7 separate regions of the Mus musculus genome follow, and regions 1, 3, 4, 5, 6 and 7 are each linked to region 2. Evidence: chromatin contacts called from public Hi-C, HiCAR-type, HiChIP or PLAC-seq and promoter capture Hi-C data. All regions are on one chromosome and are shown on one strand. The core of a region is the stretch at or near the end of the contact, and the rest is flanking DNA. Distances in the headings are between cores, read along the strand shown.

The links. Promoter capture Hi-C pulls out the DNA fragments that hold promoters and counts their contacts. A called contact is a pair of places that touch in the nucleus more often than the background predicts. HiCAR-type assays count read pairs that join an accessible place to other places. HiChIP or PLAC-seq counts read pairs in DNA pulled down with a chosen protein or histone mark. Capture Hi-C pulls out chosen DNA fragments and counts their contacts.
Region 1: a contact with region 2 is called in a promoter capture Hi-C map of neutrophils, with 4 times the contacts expected there. The contact joins the promoter of Retsat here to the promoter of Krcc1 in region 2. A contact is called at or near these places in 6 of 39 promoter capture datasets (the HPC-7 cell line, erythroid cells, liver and 2 more), 3 of 484 Hi-C or Micro-C datasets (B cells, CD4 T cells and muscle stem cells), 1 of 115 datasets of contacts at active chromatin or transcription factors (pro-B cells) and 2 of 9 other capture datasets (adipose tissue and macrophages).
Region 3: a contact with region 2 is called in a promoter capture Hi-C map of neutrophils, with 6 times the contacts expected there. The contact joins the promoter of Kcmf1 here to the promoter of Krcc1 in region 2. A contact is called at or near these places in 6 of 39 promoter capture datasets (erythroid cells, hematopoietic stem and progenitor cells, liver and 2 more), 1 of 484 Hi-C or Micro-C datasets (erythroblasts), 1 of 115 datasets of contacts at active chromatin or transcription factors (astrocytes) and 2 of 9 other capture datasets (adipose tissue and liver).
Region 4: an H3K27ac HiChIP or PLAC-seq map of microglia shows a contact between it and region 2, with 5 times the contacts expected there. The contact joins the promoter of Capg here to the promoter of Krcc1 in region 2. A contact is called at or near these places in 1 of 39 promoter capture datasets (pre-B cells) and 2 of 115 datasets of contacts at active chromatin or transcription factors (microglia and pancreatic cancer cells).
Region 5: a Hi-C map of regulatory T cells shows a contact between it and region 2, with 14 times the contacts expected there. The contact joins the promoter of Suclg1 here to the promoter of Krcc1 in region 2. A contact is called at or near these places in 3 of 39 promoter capture datasets (liver, neutrophils and pre-B cells), 2 of 484 Hi-C or Micro-C datasets (muscle stem cells and regulatory T cells), 1 of 115 datasets of contacts at active chromatin or transcription factors (pancreatic cancer cells) and 2 of 9 other capture datasets (adipose tissue and liver).
Region 6: a contact with region 2 is called in a HiCAR-type map of fibro-adipogenic progenitors, with 4 times the contacts expected there. The contact joins the promoter of Dnah6 here to the promoter of Krcc1 in region 2. A contact is called at or near these places in 2 of 39 promoter capture datasets (liver and neutrophils) and 1 of 115 datasets of contacts at active chromatin or transcription factors (fibro-adipogenic progenitors).
Region 7: a promoter capture Hi-C map of liver shows a contact between it and region 2, with 3 times the contacts expected there. The contact joins the promoter of Tmsb10 here to the promoter of Krcc1 in region 2. A contact is called at or near these places in 1 of 39 promoter capture datasets (pre-B cells), 2 of 115 datasets of contacts at active chromatin or transcription factors (bone marrow-derived dendritic cells and pancreatic cancer cells) and 1 of 9 other capture datasets (liver).

What each region holds. Positions count from the first base shown.
Region 1 is chr6:72,596,934-72,600,572 of GRCm38.p6, reverse strand. It overlaps Retsat (retinol saturase (all trans retinol 13,14 reductase)), which reads right to left and starts at 1,971. Exons shown (of 11, transcript NM_026159.5): 1 at 1,777-1,971. The coding sequence starts at 1,945. Elmod3 (ELMO/CED-12 domain containing 3) reads left to right here and starts at 2,160. Exons shown (of 12, transcript NM_001253692.1): 1 at 2,160-2,251.
Region 2 is chr6:71,269,978-71,273,638 of GRCm38.p6, reverse strand. It overlaps Krcc1 (lysine-rich coiled-coil 1), which reads right to left and starts at 1,962. Exons shown (of 3, transcript NM_001354706.1): 1 at 1,799-1,962. It overlaps Mir8112 (microRNA 8112), which reads right to left and starts at 1,968; the gene lies at 1,838-1,968.
Region 3 is chr6:72,898,050-72,901,429 of GRCm38.p6, reverse strand. Kcmf1 (potassium channel modulatory factor 1) reads left to right here and starts at 1,451. Exons shown (of 7, transcript NM_019715.2): 1 at 1,451-1,816. The coding sequence starts at 1,801.
Region 4 is chr6:72,547,395-72,551,009 of GRCm38.p6, reverse strand. It overlaps Capg (capping protein (actin filament), gelsolin-like), which reads right to left and starts at 1,737. Exons shown (of 10, transcript NM_001042534.3): 1 at 1,509-1,737.
Region 5 is chr6:73,246,671-73,250,002 of GRCm38.p6, reverse strand. It overlaps Suclg1 (succinate-CoA ligase, GDP-forming, alpha subunit), which reads right to left and starts at 1,498. Exons shown (of 9, transcript NM_019879.3): 1 at 1,250-1,498. The coding sequence starts at 1,346. It overlaps Gm38834 (a long non-coding RNA gene), which reads right to left and starts at 1,240. Exons shown (of 2, transcript XR_869182.3): 1 at 620-1,240.
Region 6 is chr6:73,219,786-73,223,421 of GRCm38.p6, reverse strand. It overlaps Dnah6 (dynein, axonemal, heavy chain 6), which reads left to right and starts at 1,791. Exons shown (of 77, transcript NM_001164669.1): 1 at 1,791-1,863. Gm40377 (a long non-coding RNA gene) reads right to left here and starts at 625. Exons shown (of 3, transcript XR_869180.3): 1 at 320-625.
Region 7 is chr6:72,956,983-72,960,307 of GRCm38.p6, reverse strand. Tmsb10 (thymosin, beta 10) reads left to right here and starts at 1,825. Exons shown (of 3, transcript NM_025284.4): 1 at 1,825-1,971; 2 at 2,284-2,395; 3 at 2,656-2,961. The coding sequence starts at 2,296. The coding sequence ends at 2,690.

The sequences.
Region 1 (3,639 bases), core at 722-3,221, 1.3 Mb before region 2:
CTACTGTAGAACAAAACCAGAAAGATGGCAACTGCACAGGGCTGTAACGTCAGTTCTGTGAATGCAAGCGAGGAAAGAAAAGGCAATAAGGCTCAGGGTGGGGGCTGGGGACGCTGGTGGTTCAGGGAACTGGGTTTCTTTGGAAGAAGCAAGGTCTCTGAGTGCCAACGGAGGTGGAGCAGGCAGAGCTGCTCAGAGGCTGCTACTCTGAGAGGTCACAGCACCAGCCTCAGAAAAGGAGGAAGGTTGGTGTGCCGGGAACCTCACAGAACCAAACTGGAATGCACGGTCAACACAAGACCTGGGATTTGTTGTTTTCTCCCAGTCTTTTACTTCCTTTCCTCCTTTATTTACTTACTTTCTTTGATTTTATTGATTCGTGTTTTTTAAGACACACGGTTTCACTACACATGTAGCCCTAACTGGGCTGGAACTCCCTATGTAGAGATCCACCTGTCTTTTCCTCCCCAGCGCTGGGATCACAGGAATGTGCCACTATGTCCAGTAAATCTGCTCATTAAACATCATTGCCCAAGGCCAAGTGTTCACAGCTTTAGTCTCAGCACTCAGGAGGCTGAGGTGGGAGGATCTCAGTGAGTTCAAGGCCAGCCTGGTCTATATAGCAATAGCAAGTTCCAGGACATCTAGAACTATAGAGAGAAACACTGTCTCAAACAACTAAAAACTAAAAAAAATAAAATAAAAAAAAAATCTCCATCCAAGCCATGGTGGCTCACATCTGTAATCCCACCATTTGTAATCTCTTGCTGATGGTGGTTGGAGAATCACTGTGAATTTGAGACACACTTGTCCTGTATAGCAAGTTATAAGCTAGCCTGGGCTACAAGTATGAGACCTGCCTCTCCCCCAATCCACAAACAATAACAATAATAAAATAACTGGGTGTGGTGCCTCTTAGGAAGTAGAGGCACAAGGATCAGGAGTTCAAAGTCAGTCCCCAAAAAATAGTGCAGTTAAGGCTAGCCTAGGCTTGGCTAAAATTTACAAGTCAGAGGCTCCTGGAGGTCAAAGAGGTGATCCTTGTTTGTTTTTTGAAAGTTTTGCATTTGGGGGTTTTGGTTGTTTTGGGGTTTGATGTGTGCATTTAGACAGGGTCTCATTGTGTAGTCCAAACTGGAATTAAATTGTTGCACCACTATGCCCAGCTCCAACACTTCCGTAAAACGTTGAAAGGCAGACATGCTGGTGCATGCTTGTAATCTATCTCATCATGCTGGGGACAGAAGAAGAGGGCTGCTCCGGGTTTGAGCCTGGGCTGCGAAGAGAGTTCAAAGCCAACTCCAGTACAAAAGTGAGACCAGTCTCAAAAACACAAACCTTGGGAGCACTCTACACGTGCTTTAGAGATGGTTCACTGGAGAGTGGAGTTCTTATCCCTAGCCAGTACTGAAATTCCGAAGTTATTATCAAGCTTCAGTTCTATGAACTGGACTACATTTTGCCTGCAACCCGCTTGTTAGGAAAACTTTCAGTGCTGCTTCCCTGTGCCCCCGAGCATGCACAGAAGTATAGGGAAAAGTTGGCTCCAGACCCAAGTAGGGGAAAGGTCTCTTATTCTGTGTAAGCCGTGAGCTGAAAAGATTCCAACTGGCGGGGCTGGAATTTGGCGTGCCAAGGGTAATGCCTGCACCCTTTCAGAAGCAAAGAACACTAAATTATGGAACCTCTGTGTGCAAGAGAAGTTTTCCCAGCACTTTACTAATGGGGAGACATGAGCAGAAGGCCCGAGAGCAGGCCTGAAACCCATCAGTTGACCTTGTTTGAGAACTTTCTTCCTAGCCTCCTTGTCGGTCACCAGGGGTTCAGGCGGTCGCTTGACATCCTCGGCGAAGGGGTTCGGGGAACTTGCAGCGTAAAGGCCCACGTAGACCCTGTGGAGGATCACCAGCAGCAGCACGGCCAGCAGCAGAGCAGTGATCCACATGTTGCTGCCAGGGCTCGGAAGACCGCGTCCTTTCCCCGCTGAGCTCGGCTTTTATAGCTGAGGCCCCGCCCCTCTAGTTCGTCCTTGGAGTAATACCAGACTTGGAGGAGCCGAAGCATTTTGACTCACGCCTGCTCAAAACTGATGAAGATTGTCCATTATGGACCTCCGTATGATCTTTGCAGAGCAGGAGTTCAATTGCCTAATGGGAAATGTAGTTCTAGCGCGAGACAGGCGACACTGCACGGCTGCGCGAAAAGGGGGATGTGGGATCCCCCCCTTACCGGAACGCTGGGGACGCGTCCGGTGAGCAAGGGGTCTGGTGAGGGAGGTGAGGGTGAGGAGGACGATGTCTGGTGGAAATGGTCACCGCGGGACCACAACAAGGATGAAAGTTGCAGGTCTGAGAGAGATCCTGTCTGGGAGGCAGAGAAGACCTGGGTTCTGGTGCCTTTTCCGTGTTGGATTCGCTGGAACCTCGGAGGCAGTTCATTGCTTTCCTCCCCTCTCCTCTTCCAAGCAGTGACAAAGTTTCTGTGCCCACACAGCCTCTGTCTGGGTATCTGAGTTGAGACCTTGTTGAGACCTGCACAGGAGCTCTCCTAAACCTGTGTCAGCCCAGGACTGGCAGCCTCACACCGACGTTATCCCTAGGTGGATTCCCCTAATCGTAACTACTCTATCAGGCTCTCAAAGTGCAAGCCACCTAGGACAAGCCTCAAGAAAGACTAAGTCAAGGATCATCCTGTGTGTTTATTTGCATTTAAGGACGCACCAGCTTCTAAATCAGCTTTTCAGAGAGTTTAAGCTCCAGCAGACAGTCTAGATATCCTACCATCTTAATGTTGCCCTTTGAGGAAAGTAGGTCTGAAATACGTACTTGACTTAAGAGGGATTTGTTTGTATAGGAGGCCCATTTCCTCAGGTACCCACTATCAGGAGGAATGACTTCGTAACTTTGAGTGTTTTGTCCTTGTTTTAGGCCCCAGCGGTGCTCCAGTCCGGTATGTAAAGCAGGTCATGCTTCTATGCTACTTGGTTCGTTTTCCCCACAGTAACAGGAGAGCCTTCCCGAGACTTTGTCAGTCCTACCTGTGACCCTGCCAGGTTATCTGATGTGTGTGTATCTTATGCTGTCATTTAGGCCGAGATGGAAGGAAAGGAAAAGAGAGGTAGATGCTGAGGTTCTGGGGAGGGGGGGGGGGAGCTAGTTCCTGGGGTGTTTCAGGGAGGACGTTACCACCATCCTCTCTAGATCACAGGCAGCCAGGCGTCGAGCCCAAAAGCTGTTTGTTACTGGCAGTCAGTCCTTGGGGAATGTAAATCATAGTCCCCTAGTGGAGGACTGGCTCCGTGGAGGGCCTCCCCACTGACTTAGTCCTCTGAGTCTGTGAAGTATGACTGTCAGTTGTGTGAGAACCATCCACTCTCATTTTCCCCCTCGATATCAGGGGTTGAGCCTCCTTTGCTGCCACTAGGTTACAGTCCCAGCCTTTCCACACTGACTCTCTGGTGTGTGGGTGTGAGCATGCATGCCCATATAGGAACAGAAAGATCAGGGGGACTGTAAATTGCCTGTTCTGTCACTCTGTGCCTTCTACCTTTGAAGTTGGTAGAATTGCTTCTCTGACTGAATGTGGAACTAGGCCCAGCAACCAGCAATCCTTTTAATTCCATCGACCAGAGTGCTAGGG
Region 2 (3,661 bases), core at 713-3,212:
GTGACAGACAGAAATTTTAACACACACAAATTCAGATAAAAAATTTTCTCAGGATATTCTCGGTTGATTGAAGATACTTATTTGATTGTAATAAATTTTTATAACATTCTTACTACATGGAAGTGTTCATAAAAATGTTTTAAGGATACTATTTTACTCCTGTGCTACTTCTCCAAATTGTGAAAGGACATAAAATACAGATATCATGAAAAAAGTTACTTTTAGTGTTATATTTACAGGTATTATATATAGAAAAGGAATCTAAATTATCCTGTGATAGTCTGGCTTCCATTATCTTTCACACTGGAGACAAGGAGCAATATAAGGTAAAAGTACTAAAAATAGTTTTTCTGTTTCTTGGTGTTTTACTGAACTCTTCTGCAGTGGGGAATCAAATGCCACGATATAAAATTATTTCCAAAACTGCTTTAAAGATTTATCTCACAGGTGCAGGCTGTCTCAGGTGTGTAGTACCTATAACACACACACACACACATCTACTGGGGTAGTCTACAGCTTTTGTGTTTTGGTAAATGTGTTGGTGAGAATGTCAAAACTCTCCAAACCTCCATCCATAAAAAGCGACTTAAATCACAATTTAACACGGTGCCCAGTGTCAAGTGCCTGGGACACCCCTGCCACACTTTAAGGAAAAGCTCTGGCTGTCAGGTTTACTGTTTATTTTAGCCCTCAACAGATGACACGCCTCCGTGTTTGTGATGCTGGGGTCTAAGGAGTTCTACCCACAGTAGAGCTCACTCTTAAAAAGCTAACAAATTCTGCCCGGTCCCAGGCCATTTTTGTTTTTTTTCCTGAGGTAGTGTTTCACTCTATAGCTCGTGCTGGCTAGGAATTCTCATGTAGACCAGGATGGCCTCTGCCCCTCCACTGCTAGGGATTTAAGGCGCTCAGCACCACGCCCAACAAAGACTCTAACTATCCCCTCATTTTAAGCTTATTTCCCACAGCTCAGCGGTCTTTCAGAGTCTATAGAAGCAATTCTTTGAAATGTAACTGGGATGAAGGAGGCGCCTAACTTCCTAGTTCTCAGCCGGCAGAAGCAATGCCTAACCCTTGGGGAGTTTTCACCTCTCCTGTCTACTTCAGGCCTTCTCTCCTTACACTTTTTTTTAAAGGCCAAAGTCACTCGGAGCACTCCAGAACACAGCTCAGTTCTGCTCCTAGTCAGTAGGGTTGGAATAAAATCTTGCTTCTCGCCACTCTCACACTGGTCAAAAAATGCTAAAACTCGGGTTACTACGGTCAAGAGACGTCTGGACATTTTTTTCTAACTCGTCTTCCTGGCAATCCAGAAGCCTAGAAAAGCTTCGGGGTGATCCGTCCCCTCCACCTCACCTCTCCTCTTCCTTGAGGAAACCTGGAAGCTCCCACCCTCCTGTCCAGAGCTCCCTAATTCCCCACTCATGCCTGTCGCTAAGTGGCCTGCTGGGAAGTCTCCTGTCCACGCTCCTGCACCAAACCGAGGCTGCTCTCTCCCGGGGTCGCTGGAGGACGGGGATTCCTCACTGAACCCCCACTGCCCTCGGCTCGGCCGCCTCTTCTCCTAGCCCCCTCGGACCTCGGCTTCCTCGCCAGGCCGTGAGGTCCCTCGGCCATGGCGCCGCGGATGCTGAGGGGTTCTGAGGAGAGAGTCAGGCGCTCCGAGGGGGGCCGCGCCCGGCTCTCGTCGGCCATTTCGAAGGCGCGGCGGGGCGGGGCCGGGGCGCTCGGCCTTCACCAGGCCGCGGGAGTTGAGGGCTGGAGCTCGGGCCGCCCCCGCCGCCGGGCGGGAACTCACCTTCTCTGAGGCAGGGGCGGGCGTCTACAACTACTGTCCCCCTCCCCGCCAACAACGCCGGCCGGGGGTCAGAGGCTGCGGTGGAGGTGGCGGAGAGGCAGAGACACCGCTGCCGCCGCCGCCGCCTCCGCCGCAGAGCAGGCGGGGTGGGAGGGGGGGAGGAGGCGGAGACCTGACTTCCTGAGGGGAAGTCGCCGCCACCACCCGCGGCTGACTGGACAGCGCCAGCGCCATGGCGGCGGGGGCGCGCAGGTGCGCGTGCGCAGCAGGGCGGCCGAGCCCTCGGGAAATTTTCTAGCCCCGCCCTCCATGTGTGCTCCGCCCCTTCCCGCCATTTCGGACTAACCGGCTCTGTCCGTGTGGGTAGGAGCTTGGGTGTCGGTCCTTCTTGCCATTGGAGGAAAGAAACCTAGTGACGAGGTTCAGCCCGGAAGCCAAAGTGAGTCTGGAAATGTATGGATCCACCGGCCAAAATATCTAAGAAACGCACATCTGCCTTTCCTCTTTCTTGTGCTCTTATATTAAGACTAAATATTAAGCACCATCCCTGCTCATGGTACGTTGCTAGCTAGCATAGTCCATAAATTCCCTCTTAGATTATACACGTTCGTGCATAGTATTCCTCAAAGCACACACACGGTATGCTCACCATACACGCTCCTATTACATAGATACAACATCACACAGGTACTACTAAAGTATATTTTAGTTTTCTTTACATGGTCATTATTTTGTGTGGAGCGGAGTGAGGGTGGGGCTCCTTTTACCTTATGCACCCCAGAAGTCGAACTCAGCTTCTGGGGCTTGGCAGCACACCGACCCATGTGTAATAGGGTCTTACTTTAGCTCAGGCTGGTCCCAAGCATGGATTGAAGTAATCACTTAAAAACCTCAGATGGACTGAGAAGCCCAGAGTTGACTGTTGACTGCTGAAGCTTCTGATAAGGAGATCCACATACCAGACCCGCTAGCCTCTCCCACTTCCTGACTGCAGGGGAACTGACCTGCAAATGGAATCTTCCAACCCCAAAGCTCCCTCCCTCCGCCTCCCCCCCCCCCTTTCAGTCCTACAAAACCCAACCCCTTACTCCCCAACACGTGCCACTTGGGCATAGTCTCACTTCCCTGAGAGACTGCAGCCCTTCAGTTCTGATTAAAGATCAGTTCTGTTTCAGGAGATGTCTGTCTACCCTTCATTTCCACTCGCCTTCACCAATCCCTTTCTATCATCTCTCAGTCTCGCAAGGGCTGAAATTTAACGAGTGAGCCAGGAAGCTCCACTAGGGTCTTTGGTTTTTAAAGCCGAAGACTGCTTTACTCCCAGGCTGGCCTGGAATACAGGATCCTTCTACCTCAGACTCCCAAGTGCTGGAATTAGAAGCCCCTTCACCCACTGGACCATGTTAAAGGCCCTGCTTCCGGTTAATACTACACTACTGTGTAAGTCAACAGGCTGCACTTGCTTCCGTTGCCAAGCATTGCCACTCCCCGACTGCCTAATAAACTCCGTCCGTAAAAGGCTTCACACAGAGACAAGCAGTCCATTAATGATTCCACGCTTATTAATAACACAGGGACAAGAGAGAACCTGAGGTTTTGGTCTGTGCTGTAATTAGACAACATATAATGGGCTATTATGTGAGTGACTTTCTCTCTTCCCTCTACCCTTTAAAAATATTTATTAATTTTATTTTTAAAATATTCTGTATTACATAAAAACTTACAAAGAAATAGAAACGTGGTGTTCCTAAAGATCTGCTCATAATCGTGTGTGTGTGTGTGTGTGTGTGTGTAGTGTGTTTCTTTTTTTGGCTTTTCGAGACAGGGTTTCTCTGTAGCCCTGGCTGTCCTGGAACTCATTTT
Region 3 (3,380 bases), core at 202-2,701, 1.6 Mb before region 2:
GAACTGGCTTACACCCAGGATCACTTGCCAATAATAAAATGTGTAGGGTTGTCAGAAAGGACCCACTAACCAGGATGTCGATCAGGCTAACTACAAACCCTGCTCTCCCTTTGTAAGCCCTACTAGGCATAGTCTTCCTCAGGCCGGTCTGTAGTGTGCGGAATTCCACACCCGAAACAGAAATATTTGTTATCTAGTCCTCATTTAAACCCAAATTAGGTGGGGGTGTGGTGGAAGATGCCTTTCGTTCCAGCCCCTGGGAGATGGGAAGGTCAGAATCAGCTACTTGAGCAATTCAAGGACTGCCTCGGGCTATCTGAGGTCATGCCTCAAAACCACCCCCAATTTAATTACAGCTAGTTTCTTGGGTAGACAGGGATGACCTACTATGTAGTCTCTCGGATTAAGCCTTTTAGTATTTTCAAAACCAGACATATCTTAAATCATATTCAATAAAATATTGTAACAAATAGGGTCCTTCCTTTGCTACTCTACACGTCGAATCTTGGTACTGTATCTCTCCTGCATCTATTGATATGCTTGCCCTTTTTGAAAGTCACAGAAGCTAAGGCAACCAACGCTTTGTCCAGGTCCCACAGTCGGTGGAGGGTGGGCAAATTAGGAAAATCGCCAAAGCAAGCAGTACCTTGGACCCTAGTTTCAGTAAACTTAGCTGGGAACTTTGTCCAATCTCGAGACTACCAAGGCAAAATTAACCACCCAAAGCGAACCAATTTAGAGCGAAGGCTCAGCAAGGTTAAGTCACTTGTTCAAGGTTACACCGAGCATATCAGAACCAGAATCCCAGGGCTGAACACGTCTTAACTCCAGGGCGCGATCTGTTCTACCTGCGCCACGCCACCACTGACACGTGGTCAGGGGTAGTCTCAAGTGTTTGTCGAGTTAGCAATGCCTGAAGAGAAAGTAGCCTGTAAGGAGCCTGGGTGGAGGGAAAGACCTGCACACACAGCCGGAAGCAAAGTACCCCCGAAGCCCACCAAGTTTTTCCCGCAGCGCATTCGAGCGGGCGGCCGAGCCGGCTCGCTAGGCCTCGGCCTCCCCCTGGGTCTGGGGACCCGCGAGCCCCGGAGGCCCGACTGCCATTCCCTTCTGGGTCCCCGGCTTTCAAAGCAGCACACAAACACACACACGTCCCCGGGACGTCTGCGATGGCCCGGCCGCCGCGCGCCCAGGCGCTGGGGAGCCACGTCGGGGGCGTTTCGCGTCCTCGTCCTCCCCACGCGCAGCGTGGCGGGCCGCGGCTGGGCTCGGGTGCCTGCGGGACCGCGGCAGGACCGCCGCCAAGCACGGTCGCCCGCCGGCCGCGGGGCCTCAGGGCGGCGAGAGGCGGGGCGGGCGTGCGGGCGGAAGGAGGCGGAAGAGGAGGAAGAGGAGGAGGAGGAGGCGGCGGCCGGAGCCGGGAGACGGACGGGCGGGGGGCGGGCCGGGGGAGGGGACGAGCGGGATTTGCGGACGCCGCGCCGCTGCCGGGAGCCGGCGGGGGCCCGAGAGTGACCGAGTCACGGCGGGCGCCGGCGGAGCCGCGGCCGCGTCGGACCCGCCTCCTGGAGGAGCTCAGCCCCGGCCAGGCCCGGCCCCATTCCCGCCCCGCGCCGCCTCCCCGCCGCCGCCGCCGCCGCCGCCGCGGGAGCGCTCCCCTGCCCACCCCGCCCCCGCGGCCGAGCCCGGGAGTCGAGTGGGAGTCGGCCGGCCGGGCGCGGGCAGCGCCGGGAGCCCGCGGTGGGGGCACACTGCAGCCGGGAGCCCGGGAGGGGCCGCGCCGCCAGCGTCTGAACTAGGATGTCCCGACATGAAGGTGAGAGCCGAGCCCCCGCCCCCACCGCTTGGGCCTCGGCCTACCCCGCCCGAAGTCCGGGCGCCGCCGAGGGCAGCGGGGCACCGGCGGGGACGCGGGCCGGGCCCGAGTCGCGGGGCTGGGGAACCCGAGGCCACCGCGGCCCGAAGAGCGAGCGGGAGCGGCGGCCGCAACCGTGGCTTGCGGCCGCGGCCCTGAGCTGGGCCTGGAGCCGGAGGCGGGGCGGCCGGGCGGCCGGAGGCTTTGCACTGTCATGGGGCGGGAGAGGGGGAGGGGAAGCGGCGGGGCCCGTTACCGGCGGGAGCCTGGCCCTCGGGACACATACCGGACGCCGAGGCCCGGCCGGCCCGCCCGGGGGAACCGCGGGGCCCCGGCGCGGCCTAGCTGCGGCGGCTCCCGGAAGAGCCGGGCGCCGTGGCCGAGCCGGGTCTCGGGCGTGCGGCCGCGACAAGGGGGAGCGGGGTCCGGGCCCCGCGGGCGCGTCCGGTCTCTGGGAGACCGCGGGCGAGCGACGGCCCCGCCTGAGGGCCGCGGCCGTGCGGGCGGGAAGACGCCGCGGCTCGGGCTCGGGCAGCCCTCTGTGACTGGAGCTCGCCCGGCCTCGCGGTAGGCCTCTGCGCGTCCCTGGGCTCGGGTAAGCCAAGTTCCCGGGGCGGATCCAGCCCGGCCGCGGTGAGCAAACTCCCTGCTCCGTCACCTCGCCGGAGCGGAACTTGCTCCCGGCCGGTCCCGGGCCCTCACCCGCGTGCGCTGCCCACCGAAGCAGGCTTCCAGTCGGGGGGCGTTTGGACTTCCGCGGTGCCCTGTGGAAACACGCTGGGGTTCTGTGGTTAAGAATCAGACCACTCGCGTCCCAGCCCCACGGCACAAAGGCACAAGTGTTTTCAGGCCGATGGATGGGCGATGAACTGGCGAAAAAATAAGTTAACTTGAATTTACTACCATATGGTTTAGGAAGGGGGGAGGGGGCTATGTTCTCTTTGTTTCACTACAGCAGGTTTTACCTTTAAAAGTAGTCACCGACTTAGTGAAAAGTTTATTTCGGTACGGTTAATGGAAGATTGTATAAGTGACCTGAAAATAATTGAGTCCCTAAGATTTTCCAAATCCTGTATAGGTGTTTTGGAAGTGAAGAAAGTTTGAGGAGGCAGTTTATCGCCGAGGGAAGGGCATTCTTAGGGAAGTACAGACCTTGGCTTTTCTAAGGTGACAAACTCAGATCAATTAACATACATTTAGTGAAAGTTTCGGAATTTGCATTTCTAAAGGCAAGATTGTGATTGACTCTGATCATTTTATGTTTGGAGAGTTTTTATTTAAAAAAAAAAACCTAATGATAGGGAAGAGCATGGGGCATTTTTGATTACTAACTGTTAATGTGTTGGTCACTTTGAAATAAATAGCAGGGTACTTAATTTAGCCTCAGTCAGATGAAAAGAAATATTTGGGAACTCACCTGCTAAACCGTTTTATAAGCTTAATGGGAGTGTGTTCCTTATCACCGCACTTGAAAAAAGTCTTCATTAAGGTTGTAGTCAAATTCCATTTGGAGATGGTGAGGTTA
Region 4 (3,615 bases), core at 488-2,987, 1.3 Mb before region 2:
TGGGGGGGGGGGGCTCAGCATGAGGAGTAGTCCATGCCTTATGGCCTACCTAGAAGGTTCAGGAAGTGGGGAGCCATCATACCCAAAGAAACCACAGACCAACTTCCTCCCCATCAGACCGTCACATAATCACAGACCGGCATTAGAAGAGGCTTTAGTGCTTAGATAGTCCTTAGCGCACACGAACGAGCCCTCTTCTGTGGCTCACTTCGCCATCCTCCTCTTGAATGCTTCTGGTGGTGGGAAACTCACCACCTCACAGGCAGCCTCTGTGTCTTTCACTGGGAACGGGAAGCATGCCGGGAACCAGACCCAGGGCCACAGGGCACAGCTGGAAAATGCTCTACCACTGAGCTACATCACAGCTGGCCACCTCTGCTGAGGACTCCGTTTTCCCCCATTGTGCCACAATGTGATGAGTTTTAGGGGCTGGCTTTCTCCCCGAGACATGAAAGCACCTTTGGAGCAGGAAGCTGAGTTTGCCTATGGACCTTTGGACACACCTGACTGTGCCCGGAAAAGTGTCTGATTGTCCTAACTTGCTGAGATCCAATGACTGGACTAGATGAAAACCAACGGGATTGCTTAGGATCTCGACATCCAGGCAAGGCCTGGAGCAGCCTTGAAGCAGAAAGCCAGAGGGCAACGAGGCCCATCTGACTGTCGTGAGCAGTGGGGGGGAGGATGTGTGCCCTGCTGGCTAACTCTGGCTAGAATACCTTTTAAGGACACACTGGGGGCTTAGAAGTGGAGTCCACTCCTACCTCCAACAAAATGCTTGATCCTATCAATGTGCATCAGTGGCCCAGTACTGAGGAAAACTGGGGCTATTTTTGCCCTCTTGGACCCTGACTCACAACAGGTCACTTCCCCTCAAAGACCATATCCGCCCCGTTAGTGTGAGCTGAAATAGCGGCCCTAGGGAGGAAATAGAGGGCCAATTCAAGAAGCCCAGGACTTTCTGACTGTGGCCAATGTCTCTTAGAAGTGGGAACAGCAGTGGCTCTGAACCCCCAGGACAGGCCAAAGCAGATCCCGCTCCCCACACCCCCAGATTCTACCTTCATCTCTCTCCACACTGGTCCCCAGCCAACCCTCTAACTGGGGGCTGGCTGACTGTCCCTCAAGTAGCTGAACCTACCTTGTTCCTTCTCAGTTCCCTTCCTTCCAGTTGTCTGGGCCCAGGATAGTGCTATCTTGGGGACAGACACCACCAGATCTGAATTCACCTCCCGACAGGTTGATGGCTTCTGGGGATCTCTCAGGTCTGACACCACCTCCTACAGACCAGGATGAGCCCAGACCCTTCAGCTCCTCCCCAGCAGCTAGAACACATCCCACCCACACCCACTCAAGACTCTGCAGCTGCAAAACTACAGCTAATGACCTGAGCTGACTTACGCCTGGGGACACCGTTCCCACCTGTTCCCGGACCCTAGCAGCCAGCCCTCACCTACCCACTCATGAGAGTCCTAGTCCCTTCTCTACAGAGCCCTTCCCAGTTTTACCTCTCCACGGGCCTTTTCTTCTCAAACTCGTCTCAGCTTGCCCCTCGATAGCTAGCTTCTAACTTCCCTCTTCGCCACTGGGCTGCCCCACCCACCTGCCCCACCCATGGGGAGGCTCAGTACTCAGAAGTCTAAGGGCTCAGGAAAGCCAGCTCCAAGGCTGGGCCATGCGGATGGAAGGCTGCTATTTCTCAGACATGGTCACTGGGAGGTTAAAGCCTGACTAGGTCTCATCACAGCGGCCTCGGGCAAGGCAGATTCTGAACAATTTAAAGAGTCAGACCAGCAAGGAAAGTCCCATTCCACTCACTAGCCCCGGCAGAGGCCTGAGTCTGCTCAGGCCCTGCTGTGGCTGGTTAGTCACTTTTCCTGGGTTGGGTCACTGGCCCTACACTACTTTTTCCTCCTCCCCCTGACTAGTTGTCTCATTGCCCTGAGTACATGTGATGATGACCTACTCCTTCTCCCTCCTCCTCTTCCTCCTCCTCCATTCCCCTTCCCCTCCTCCCTCTTCCTCTCCTTCCTCCTTCCTTCTCCTCTTTCTCCTTTTGGTTTTTCAAGACGGGGTTTCTCTGTGTAGCCTTGGCTGTCCTGGAAATCTCTCTGTAAACCAGTCTGTTTTTGAAGCAAAGTTCCAAGAGAGTGTTTGAGGCCCTGACACATTCTCTCTCTGTGTGTGTGTGTGTGTGTGTGTGTATGTGTGTTCATTTTGGTGTTTTGTTTTCGAGACAAGCTCTCATGTAGTCAGGCTAGCCTCTAAAGGCAGCTCAAACTGGTCTTGAACACTTGACCCTTCTGATTCCCGGATGCTGGGATCACAAAAGTGCACCATCGTGACCAACTGTTGTTTGGTTGTTTTACTGAGACAGCGTCTCACTTTGGCACCCAGGCTGCTATGAAACTAAATCTGTAGCCCAGATTGGCTTCAATGCTATGAGAATCCTGCCTCTGCTTCCTGAACACTAGTGATTTACATGTAATGAGGCACCACACAAGGTGTCTTGAAACATGAAGTCTCTCTATGCCCCTTAGCTAGGCATGGTGGCTCTTGCCTTTAATCCCAGCACTCGGGAGGCAGAGGCAGGTGGATCTCTTGAGTTCCAGGACAGAGGGCATATGGTTTCAAGCTCAACCCAAAGCAACAGCCGCTCCCTTCGCACAGTCACAGGACCATAATATAGAATCAGTCTGATCTAACTTGCTGGCCCCAGGAAAGCCTTACCCTGGGGCACAGCCCGAAGTCACATAGAAAACAGGACGCTCAGTCAAGGAGGCTCTTATTCCCTCCTAATCCCTAGGTCAGCAGTTCTCAACCTCCCTAATGTGTGACCCCGCAATACAGTTCCTCATGTTGTGGTGACCCCCCCAACCATAACATTATCTTCCTTCTACTTCATAACTGTCATTTGCTACTGTTATAACTCGTAATGTAAATACTTTAGAGATAAAACTTTGCCAAATGATTCATGACTCACAGGTTGAGAGGTTCAGGAATATTTGCACCTAAGGAGCAGCTACAGTTGGGTGACTCAATGTCCAGGGACCCTGACAGGCCCATCCTGGAAGAATGTTAGTCAACAGTCAGATCCATAAGTCCACTAAGCCATAGAGTTTAGTGTTCAGAGTCATGGCCCTGGCCCAGGTAGCACCGAAGCAAGCTTGCTAATTATCCAACCATCAGACCAGCCTAACCTATCTCGGAGGCTGCTAGGGGAAAGCCTGGAGAAAACAGAGCACAGAGTGGATATGGGGAGTTGGTATTTGCTTGCTCATTTGAGACTGAGCCTGAAGACATAACTCAAGCTAGCCTCAAATGTGTGATCCTCCTGCCTCCATCTGAGGACTGGGATTACAGTGTACACCCCCATGCCTTCTAGATAAATGTGTTCTGTGTGCTAAAATACCATGAGAGAGAGAATTAACTGTTTTCTCAACATTAAATGCAGTCACTGGGACGGTTCAGTGAGTAAAAATGCTTGCTCTGCAATGATGGCCACAGTTCGATCCTCAGAACCTATAATAAAAGGACAAAATGGTTCCTGAAAGATGTCCCCTGAAATGGTAGATACAGCTCAGAGGTCAAGAACAACTGCTGCTCTTCCAGAAG
Region 5 (3,332 bases), core at 249-2,748, 2.0 Mb before region 2:
ACAGCTACTGGGTGCACACTTATCCTTGAACACTTTTAGGATACCCAAGAAAGAAACTAAGTCTCACCTACTATCTGATGCGAGAGGAAACAAGATGTCACAAAGAAAAGAGTGTTACATGAGTGTCTATTTCTGAGCAGTAAACTGACTCACTTATTCTACACAATGAAACCAAACCACTCATTACTTCTTAACATCTCCTAGATCTGGATAAACCTGACAACCAATCACTCATCACAGTTTTAATCGGCAATCATTTCTCCTGTTAGTGATAGGCAGGACAATGCTCTGCTTCACAAACCAAGCTATTACTTGAGAGATGTTTGTTTGTTTGTTTGTTTAGTAGGCTTTTGTTTGTTTCATTTCGTTTTGTTTTCAAGACAGGGTTTCTCTGTGTAACAGCTGTGGCTCTCTTGGGACTCATTTTGTAGACCAGGCTGGCCTCGAACTCACAAAGACCCGCATACCTGCCTCTGCCTCCCAAATGCAGGAATTAAATGTGTGGGCCACCACATCCATCGAGAAATCACTTTTTAAAAAAAGACTATTATACACATACGAATGATTGGCCAGACTTCAAAAACGACATGACCGGTTCCCAAGCTGTTTCCTATCGTACCTAACACAGAGACTTTGAACGCAGCACTACTTTTCAAGAGTCAGCATTGCAGGATAGCAACCCTGGGAGATTGGTTCTCAGAAACTGAGGTGTTCATTGGAGTCTCGTAAAGAGCGACACATCATTGGTCAGCTTCCAAGCTCCTACGGGGCCACGTTGACTCTGGGTGCAGAAACCACCTTTCCGTTGGCCCTACCACTTCAACAGAACGGTCAACTCCAAGTGCAGAATCTTTCGGGACAAATTACAACCTCTTCAACCCGGGGGCTCACACTCCCAGCAGAGTTCATCCTGGACCTCTTTAGCCTTGGCTCCAAGTAAGGGCCAGCCCAGAGGCCACCTCCACCTCACCCCCCCCCCCCCGCCTCCACACACACACACCCCGTCACCGAGGGAACTAGGATATTGTTGCCGTGTCTGCAGGGCGCCCTGCGAAGTGCATCGGCCGATCCACGACCCCATCGGACAAAGCCCCCTCCACCCCCGAGGTCTGCCACTGGCGTTTGGACCGGTGGCTCCCTCGCCCCTTCCGAGGGCCCGCCCGGAAGAGCCCGGACACCGCCGGGGCCAGAATCAGGAACCCGAGGTCTACGCAAGCATGGAGGACAGAGCCGGGCCGGCACGACTCACGGAGGAAGGTGCGCGACAACAGGCGGGCGGCGGCGAGGCCGCTGCTGCTGGAGACCATGGTTGCAGTGGCAGCCGCAGCAACTACTGTTGCGGTCATCCCCCAATGACACTCTCAGGACCCCGGGACCTTGGCATGGGCTCAGGCTCGCGCAGAAAGGTGTCTAGAGGAGTAGCCTGAATATCTTACGCTCCTCGGAGTCTCTTCTCAAACAGTGAACGTTACAAGTGGAAAAGAACAAGAAGGATGACGTTTGAAAAGCAAACAATAGCTCTGTTCTTTAGTAGATGTGGGCTTGGGTAACCATAAACATAACGGCAATGTGTGGGACAGCCCATGAGAGGCCCGGCCGGCGCGTGGTGTTGTGGGAAATGTATTTTTTTTCCGAGTAAGCAGCGTGCTGAAAGGGAAGGGGTTGGAAGCGATTTAAACTCCGGCGTGGGCGCCCAGGAAAAGCCGTGACAAACGCTGAGGGGAGGCGCCGGCAGCAATGCTATGTGCCAGACCGTGATCCTGCACTTTGTTTTTTTCTGACCTGTTACAGAGAAGATTGTACTCCTCTTGTCCTCCCTGTACGGTTCCGGAAATTATCCGCACTAGTGGCCGGCAAAAGAAAAAAGGAAAAGTGACCAAATACTTAAAATTAAAAAGCCCCTTAGCTGACAGTTTCCTGAAGCAGGAATCTCTTTATTAAACAAACTGGCGCACTGCCTTCGACTAATGCTAATTATTTACTAATGCTAATTATGCCTCTTTCTAAAATCCTAAGGACTACAACTCGAGATCAAATAGGATTTGTGCCCAATTGGAACAAATTATTCACTCCACTCTTTTAAAACCTTAGCAAGTCCTTGAGCCAAAGCACCACGTTTCTTGTCTAAAACCGCGTTCCTAAGATTCCTTATCAGTATAATCAATAAAGTTATTTTAGCTCAGTAAGGTCGTCATTATAATTCGCACCATTCTCATGTGTACTTGTCTTGTAGATCCTGCCCTTGTGGTAAAGTTAAATATCAGTGCTTTCCAAATAGGTCCAGTGTGAACATTTTTTTAAAGATTTATTTATTTACTTATTATGTACAGTGTTCTGTCTGCAGTATGTCTGTGAGCCAGAAGAGGGCACCAGATCTCATTACACTTGGTTGTGAGCCACCATGTGGTGGCTGGGAATTGAACTCATGGACCTCTGAAAGAACAACCAGTGTTCTTAACCTCTGAGCCATCTCTCCAGCCCGCGAACAATGGTTTTAAGGAGGAAATTTTTCACTGAATCTTTACTTAATAATTAAGCATTTTGTTTCATTTATTTAACAAAATGTGTAATACATAGTATATATAACATATAGTATAGATTGTAAATATGTGTGTGTGTACACTATATTGACAACATTATGCTGATTGGACCAAGTGAGTAGTGGATAGCAGCCAGTTTGAATTCATGGGTAACACGTAAATTCAACCAAAATTCAAGAACCTTCTAACTCAGTGAAATTCTTAGGAGTGCAGTGGTTTGGGGCATGCAGAGCTATCCTTCTATTGTAAAGTTATTGTGTCTGGCCCCTCCCACTGGAAAGAAGCACGGTGTTTACTGAGCCTGTTTGGATTTTGGATGCAGCACCCTCTTCACTTGGGTGTGTGACTCCAGTCCATAGTGACTCAGAAAGCTACTAACTTTAAGTGGGGCCTGGAGCAAGAGAACGCTCTTGAAGAAGTCCAGACTGTTGTGCAAGCAAGCACACTACCACTTGGCTCAGGTGATCCAGCAGACCCAATGGTACTTGAGATCTCAGTGACAGGCAGGGATGCTGTCTGGAGCCTTTGGCAGGCCCCTAGGTGAGTCACAGAAGAGACCTTTGGATTTTAGAGAAAGGCTTCATCATCATCTGTAGACAATTCTCCCTTTAAGAGGCAGCTGTTAGCCTGCTATTGGGACTTAGTTTGACAATGGGACACCAAGTTACTATATAACCTCAAGGTACTCTGTAAGCTGCTCATCATGCACTGGAAATTATCTGATCCACCAGTCATAAAGCAGGATGTGCACAGTAGCAATCTATTAATAAATGGAAGTGGTATATATGTGAT
Region 6 (3,636 bases), core at 542-3,041, 1.9 Mb before region 2:
CAAGCTGCTTTGAACAAACTGGGAATAAACAGTAGGCCAGGGAGTCCCAGAAAATCCAAGCCAAGAGCCTGGAGGCCAATGATGTCCGGGGACGCTGCCAAATGGGGCAAAGTTGAAATTCCTGTGAGTGCTGAGAGTGGAATGTGACACCTCAGCCTACTGAGGCTTGGGCTTCTCTCTCTCTCTCTCTCTCTCTCTCTCTCTCTCTCTCTCTCCCTCCCTCCCTCCCTCCCTCCCTCCCTCCCTCCTTCTCCCCCTGCGCTTCGCCCTCCCCCACCTCTGATGGTGGTCTTGTGGAAGTTTGAGTACAAAATCCTACCTGCCCGAAGAAGCCCTCTCCAGCACACAGCGTGCAGCCTAAAGTGGAGAACTGAAGGCCTGGGAAGGGACAGCACCCCATATAAGGACATGCGCAGGAAGTCAAAAAGTGGGGAGAGAGGCTGAGAGCCTGAGGCTGTGCGGCTTCCCAAGGATCCAGGGCTGCCCTTTCAATGCTATCCATCCTGCTGCTTGGATGCCTTACTTAGCATGCCTGATGGGTCTTTCCTGTTTATCTTTCTCCTAACATCCGACCTTCGTCATTAAATAAGACCTTTGCTGCTAAATTAGTGTGCACTCATAAAATGTGTCATGTTAAATTTATGAGCTTCTAAAAAGCCAAGTTGCCAAATATATATATATATATATATATATATATATATATATGTATGTATGTATGTGTATGTATGTATGTATGTATGTATGTATATATATATATATATATGTATATATATATATATATATATATATATATAGTGTTTAAACACTCCCCAGGGCCAGTGAGATCGGTCAGCAGTCAAAGGCACCTGCTGCCAGGCGCAATGACCTGACTTTCATCCCCGGCAGCCACATAATGGAAGAACGGATCCGAACTAAATTCTCCTCTGGCTTCCACATACACACTGTAGAACCTACACACACACACACACACACACACACACACACACACACACACACAAGCACTCATGCGCGCACAAAATAAAATGTTTTGTGAAAACTGTAATGTGTTCCCTGAAAACTTCACATGACAAGAGACAAAATGTCAGCCCAATACTCAGGGCGCGTGTGAGGAGAGGTGGGGTAGATTGAGTGGTCTGTAATCTATACTCCAGCTCTGTATAATCTACTTGACGATAGGCGGGCTCAAAGGCGCACTCTGTTTTCTCGGCTTCTGTTAGCGGGTGGCTATCCAAGGCACGGTTAGAAAGCGGAGGAGAAAAAGAACGTAGTTCCAGCAGTGATCACGACATTTTGTAGGTTGAAAAGCAGCCTCTGCCAACCCGGGAAGCAGTTCCCCAAGGTAGGTGAAAGGGCTTCCATAGTTCGCCCAACCTTCGCCTGAGGCTCTTGAATCTTTCACCTCAGCATTTTAAGATGTGGGCGAACGTCAAGTCATACTCAAGCCTCTTGAGAAACAACAGATACCTACAGAAGGTTGGATTGCAGATCATGGATCGTCCAGAAACGAAGGAACACATAAAAAGACGGGACCTCCTATGCCTGCTTGCCCAAGCTGCCTGAGATTTCCATTCTAAAGCAGGAATCCTCCGGGTGGGGCCTGCTCCCTGACAACTAATGACGTCAAATACTCTGGGAACACCGATTGGCTCAATTACTTGGCGCGCTCCAGGAGAGCGAGAGCAGCTCCTCGAGACTGGCTGGCAGCGACTGACCGGCTCCTCCTTAGTGCAGTAAGCGTCCTTGGTGGCCCAGTGGTTGCTAAGCAACGGGAAACATTTTCTCCTGGGACTAGACTTCTGTTCCCAGACCAGGTATTGCTGGGCCTCTGGAGACCCTTCGGGAACGCTGCTGTTGAACCGCTTGGTGAGTCCATTGGAACTGAACTTTGGGCAGAGTCAGACACTCAGCAACCCCTCCCCAGGGATAGAAAGTCTCAGAAAAGATGGATTCAGTGATAGCTTCCTATCCCGGGGGACAGGAAAGCGAGGACTAGAGATGCTAGGCTTGCCCAAGACTACATACTGACTGTTCAAATCTAGACCTGTCCTGTTCATTAGACGCCAGGTATAAATTTACCCGGAAAGATAAGACATAGCCCTGCCTCACACAGCACCGTTATGCGTTGAAATGATAGTTTAAATATTAAGTAGAGCACATCATTAAAGTCAAGACCTTTCGTTTCTCATAGGCTTACTTGAGACGTTAAAATTGCATAAAAGACTTTTGATTTCTATTGGCACTGAGCCAGATTAAAATGTAGGCATGTCCACACCTGATTCAAGATGTTTTGTTTGTTCATTCGTTTGTTCTCTCTCTCTCTCTTTCTCTCTCTCTCTCTCTCTCTCTCTCTCTCTCTCTCTGTGTGTGTGTGTGTGTGTGTGTGTGTGTGTGTATACACCTGTGTGTGCACCTTTGCATATGAATATGGGAGGCTAGAGATTGATACTGGACTGTCTTCTTCAATTGCTTCTCCACCCTGTTTTGAAAAAACAGAGATCTCTCACCGAATCTGAAGTTTGGATAGCTTGGCTTGAAGTCCCTGAGCAGCTGCCAGCCCCTCCTTCCTGCCCCAGCCTACAGCCACCACCATAAATGCCCCCACAGAAACACTCCCCCAAGCAGCTCAACCAAAGCCACTTGTGGCCTGGAAGGCCTTCCCATCCCAAACCATGGACCCAAAGTAGGGAAAGGGGGTTGAAAAGAAAAAAAGCCACCAATCCATGGCTGGCTAGGATTCACCTGTGTGCCTCTACTCCCCTGTGCTTTGGTTACATGCAACACTTCCATGCCTTGCTTTTTACATGGGTGCTAGGGATCCGAACTCAGGTCCTTATGCTTGGTGTCTGTTTGCTGTGTATGTGTGTGTGTGTGTGTGTGTGTGTGTGTGTGTGTGTGTGTACTTGACACAAGCTAGAGTTATTTGGGAAGGACTCCCAACTGAGAAAACACCTTTGTGAAATTGGCCTAAACACTTGTCCGTCCAACATTTTCTTGGTTGATGATTGACGTGGGAAGGTGCAGTCTACCACAGGCTGTGCCACCTTTGAGTAGGTGATCATGGGTTGTATAAGAAAGCAAGCTGAGCAAGCCATGAAGAGCAAGCCACGAAGCAGTGTTCCTCAATGGCCTTTGCTTCAATTTCTGCCTTCGGTCCCTGCCCTGACTTCCCTTCAAGATGGACTACAAGCTGTAACATGAGGCAAACCCTTTCCTCCCCAAGTTGCATGTGGTCAGTGTTTTATCACAGCCATAGAAACACCAAGACACTCGTCTAACAAACAGTTTACAGATGGAGCCATCTCCCCAGACCTCTTACCTGCATCTATAAAACCAAATTCCTGGGGAAACGTTATGTGTACTGGATCTGACAAATGTAGTGCTCAACATCCTTCTCTTTATCCTTCCAAATCCAAGCAGGTGCAGGCCCAGACCAGGGCTTCTTCAAGCCAGGCAAACATCTCAGCTGTTATCCCTCTAGTCCCAGCACTCTGTGGGGAAGAACTCTGACTGGTTTTCTTTGTGGGGGGGGGGGGAATCATGTGAATTCAGTTCTCCCTGGTCCTTAATGCTCCCTCCGCTCCCTCCGTCTCCCCTCAGTTGTCTTGTCCAACCTGACCTGTTATTAGACGCGTTCTC
Region 7 (3,325 bases), core at 576-3,075, 1.7 Mb before region 2:
ACAGGGAATGCCTGCAAGTCGACTTGATGATCCTTTGTTGGGAATCCTGCATCTCTTCTCTATGCCTACACCTAGAAGAATCAGATTTCTTCCCTCAATAAAGAGAAAAGGGATTGGAGTTCACCTTGGATGCAACCTTGTACAATTGGACATTTATGCACTGACTTCAAGGTGAAGCCCAGGAAGTCCAAACCTAACTTAAGGTTAGCATTGCATCCAGCACGGAATCCAGAGATACTATCTCTGGATGTCTGGATAGTTTTATGTTCAAGCTTAGCAGATCCTTCAACAAGTAGAGACTGTTTCAATCTGCCCAGCCCTGCTTTCGGTTTCCCAGATTTCCTGGACTTTGGGTAAGAGCATGTGACTACATTCTAGGCCAAGGAAATGAAGACAGAAGTGATGGAAGCGACTTCTGAATCTGAGGCTAAATTCTAGTGTGACTTTTCATCCTCCTTTCTTTCCTGGTCCACTGCCTGGATATAGAAGATGGAGGGGTCCAGAATAACAAGAGAAAGGGGGCCTGAATACCAGTCACTATGCAATAAAAAGCACAAAGCCAGGCATGATAACACAGGCTTTTAGGCCTAACATTCAAGAAACAGGCCAATCTCTATGAGTTCAAATCCAGGCTGATCTACATACTGAGATCCATAAACATATGGCTACATAAACAGGTGACGCCCTTTCTAAAGAAAATAATTTTTTAAAAAGGAGACTAGTACAGAAATCACAGGATTGTGTTACATAAGAAACAACTTTCTTTAAAAGATTTATTTTTATTTTATGTGCATGAGTGTTTTATGCACACCAAACTCATACCTGGTGCCCAAGCAGGCCAGAAGAGGATGCCAAGTCTCCTAAAACTAGAGCTACAGATGCTTGTAAGCCACCGTGTGGGTGAGCCCCACGTGGATGAGACAACTCTCTACAACCCCCACCCCCACTAAACTGTTATTACTTCAAGCAAAGATATTTTGCTCTTTGTCTGTCTATCTGAACCATGAAGTTTGCCGTTCAGGAAATGTTTCTCCTCTTTTTCTTCTATCAGTAGAATATGCTCTATATTCAACACAGGAAAAGGGATGGGAGTGGGGATGGATGGCGTTTCAGCCCTGGGTGATATAATAGAACTCACTGTCCATGGGGGTTGTAGGAGCTGAAGAGGTAACTTTTTCAGGAGTGCAGTATCCCACTCCTGGAATGGGTTAACAAGAAAAAGCAAGGTTTGCAGGCACAGGAGCTTTTTCCCCTCTTTTTCCTTCTAAAAACCACATTGAAGGTTAACTGAAGGAGAAAAACCGCACCCTCCAGTACAGTGTTTCTAAAAGGCCACTGAGAAAAGGAACAGCGGAGCCCTCCCGGGAGTCCTAGCTCCCACCTCCGCCCTTAGACAATGCCTGAAAACAGCTTGTTTTAAGAAGCACCAACCACAAGAAAATAGAAAGAAGGAGACTCTGGAGAGCAAACGCAAGAGACTTGAGGCGACGCGGGTGGGGTGTCTCCCGCGAGCAGGGCTGCAGCAGAGCGCGCGTGCTCGCCCGCACACCCACAACCCTACACCACACATACATTCAACAAAACCCCAAGTCCTTCCCCGCTGCCCCCCCCCCCACGCCCTTCCCGCGGGGTGAGCAGCAGGCTCCTGGGTACTAGGAAAAGGAGATATATCAAGAAAAGAGACCACCGGGAGCTGGTGCCTGCCACCCTCCACGCGGGATCGCAACGGGTTAGGAACGCGGGCCGAGAAGGGCGGAGCCCCAGGCAGCCTGGAGATGCTGAGCGCCCCCCAGCCCCCGCGCGCGCTGGCCACGCCCTCCGCGCGGGCTGGCCACGCCCTCGTTGCGGCGGGCGAGAGGCGGGGCGGGGCGCGGTGTATATAAGACGAGGGGCGGGCGCCGCTCTTTTGTCTCTTGCTGCAGCAACGAGAGTGGGAGCACCTGGAGCGCGAGCTCGGAAGGAGAATCCACGGTAAGGCACAGCGCCGGCCTTGGGGCCTACCCTGGGTGGGGTCGGGCCAGTTTATGGCTGGCGGGCGCGTTCCCCTTCGGTTGCAACAGGCGACCCGGCGGTTTGGAATCTTCTGGGGCTAGCAGGCCACGCCCTGGGGCTTCGGAGGGAGGGTGTGGTGGACGAGTCTAGGATCCTCGGCCTCCGGGCTGCGGGAACGCCCAGGACTGGGAATGCCACGTTGAGAGGCGTTCGCGGAAGGCGCGGGATCCAGGACGCGCTGGTCACCCCCAAGCCCCTGGCCACCCATTATCACCTTGTTTCGCCCATCAGAGTTGTAAGAAAATGGCAGACAAGCCGGACATGGGGGAAATCGCCAGCTTCGATAAGGCCAAGCTGAAGAAAACCGAGACGCAGGAGAAGAACACCCTGCCGACCAAAGAGAGTAAGTGTGCCCCGGGTTCCCACCCCAGCGCTCCTCCCTTCCCTGCTGTGCCAGCCCGGCACCCCCACCCCCATCCGGCCACTATCTTCCCACCCCGAATCTAAGGCCACAGCCACCCTTCCAGTCACACAAAGCACTTTGTCTCTTCCAAACCCCTTCTCTGTCCGCAGGCCTCGTGGGTGCCTCACCCACACCAGGTTTGTGGGTTGGGTATGGGGGGCTGTAAGGTAGCTCCAATGACCACATCCCTCCCTTCGCAGCCATTGAACAGGAAAAGAGGAGTGAAATCTCCTAAAAGCCTAGGAAGATTTCCCCACCCCACCCCACCCCGCCCCATCATCTCCAAGACCCCCTCGTGATGTGGAGGAAGAGCCACCTGCAAGATGGACGCGAGCCACAAGCTGCACTGTGAAACCCGGGCACTCCGAGCCGATGCCACCGGCCCGCGGGTCTCTGAAGGGGACCCCTCCACTAATCGGACTGCCAAATTTCACCGGTTTGCCCTGGGATATTATAGAAAATTATTTGTATGATTGATGAAAATAAAAACACCTCGTGGCATGGTTGGCGTGGTCTGAATTTTTTAGTTGAGTATGCGTGGGCAGAGCGGTCTGGGAGTGAGTTGTGCCGCAGGGAGAGAGGAGGGGACGTGGTAGAATGGGTGAGGAGGATGTATCGTTTTTATTTTTGTTTTACGTGCTTCTCGACATGCGGTTTCCTGGGTTCTCAGTTGCTTCGCCCTTAATGCGATCCATGTCAATTTTAACCCCATTTTGAAAAATGCTGTCCAAAAGATTAAGCTTTGCTTTTGATCGGCTCTTCAAATCCTACCTTTTCTTCTGCCCTCTTAACCTTTCACGCACACCAGAAGCAGTGATTTGTTAAAGTCTGAGAGGAAAGGATGCAAAGAATCATTCAGGAATGTGGGAA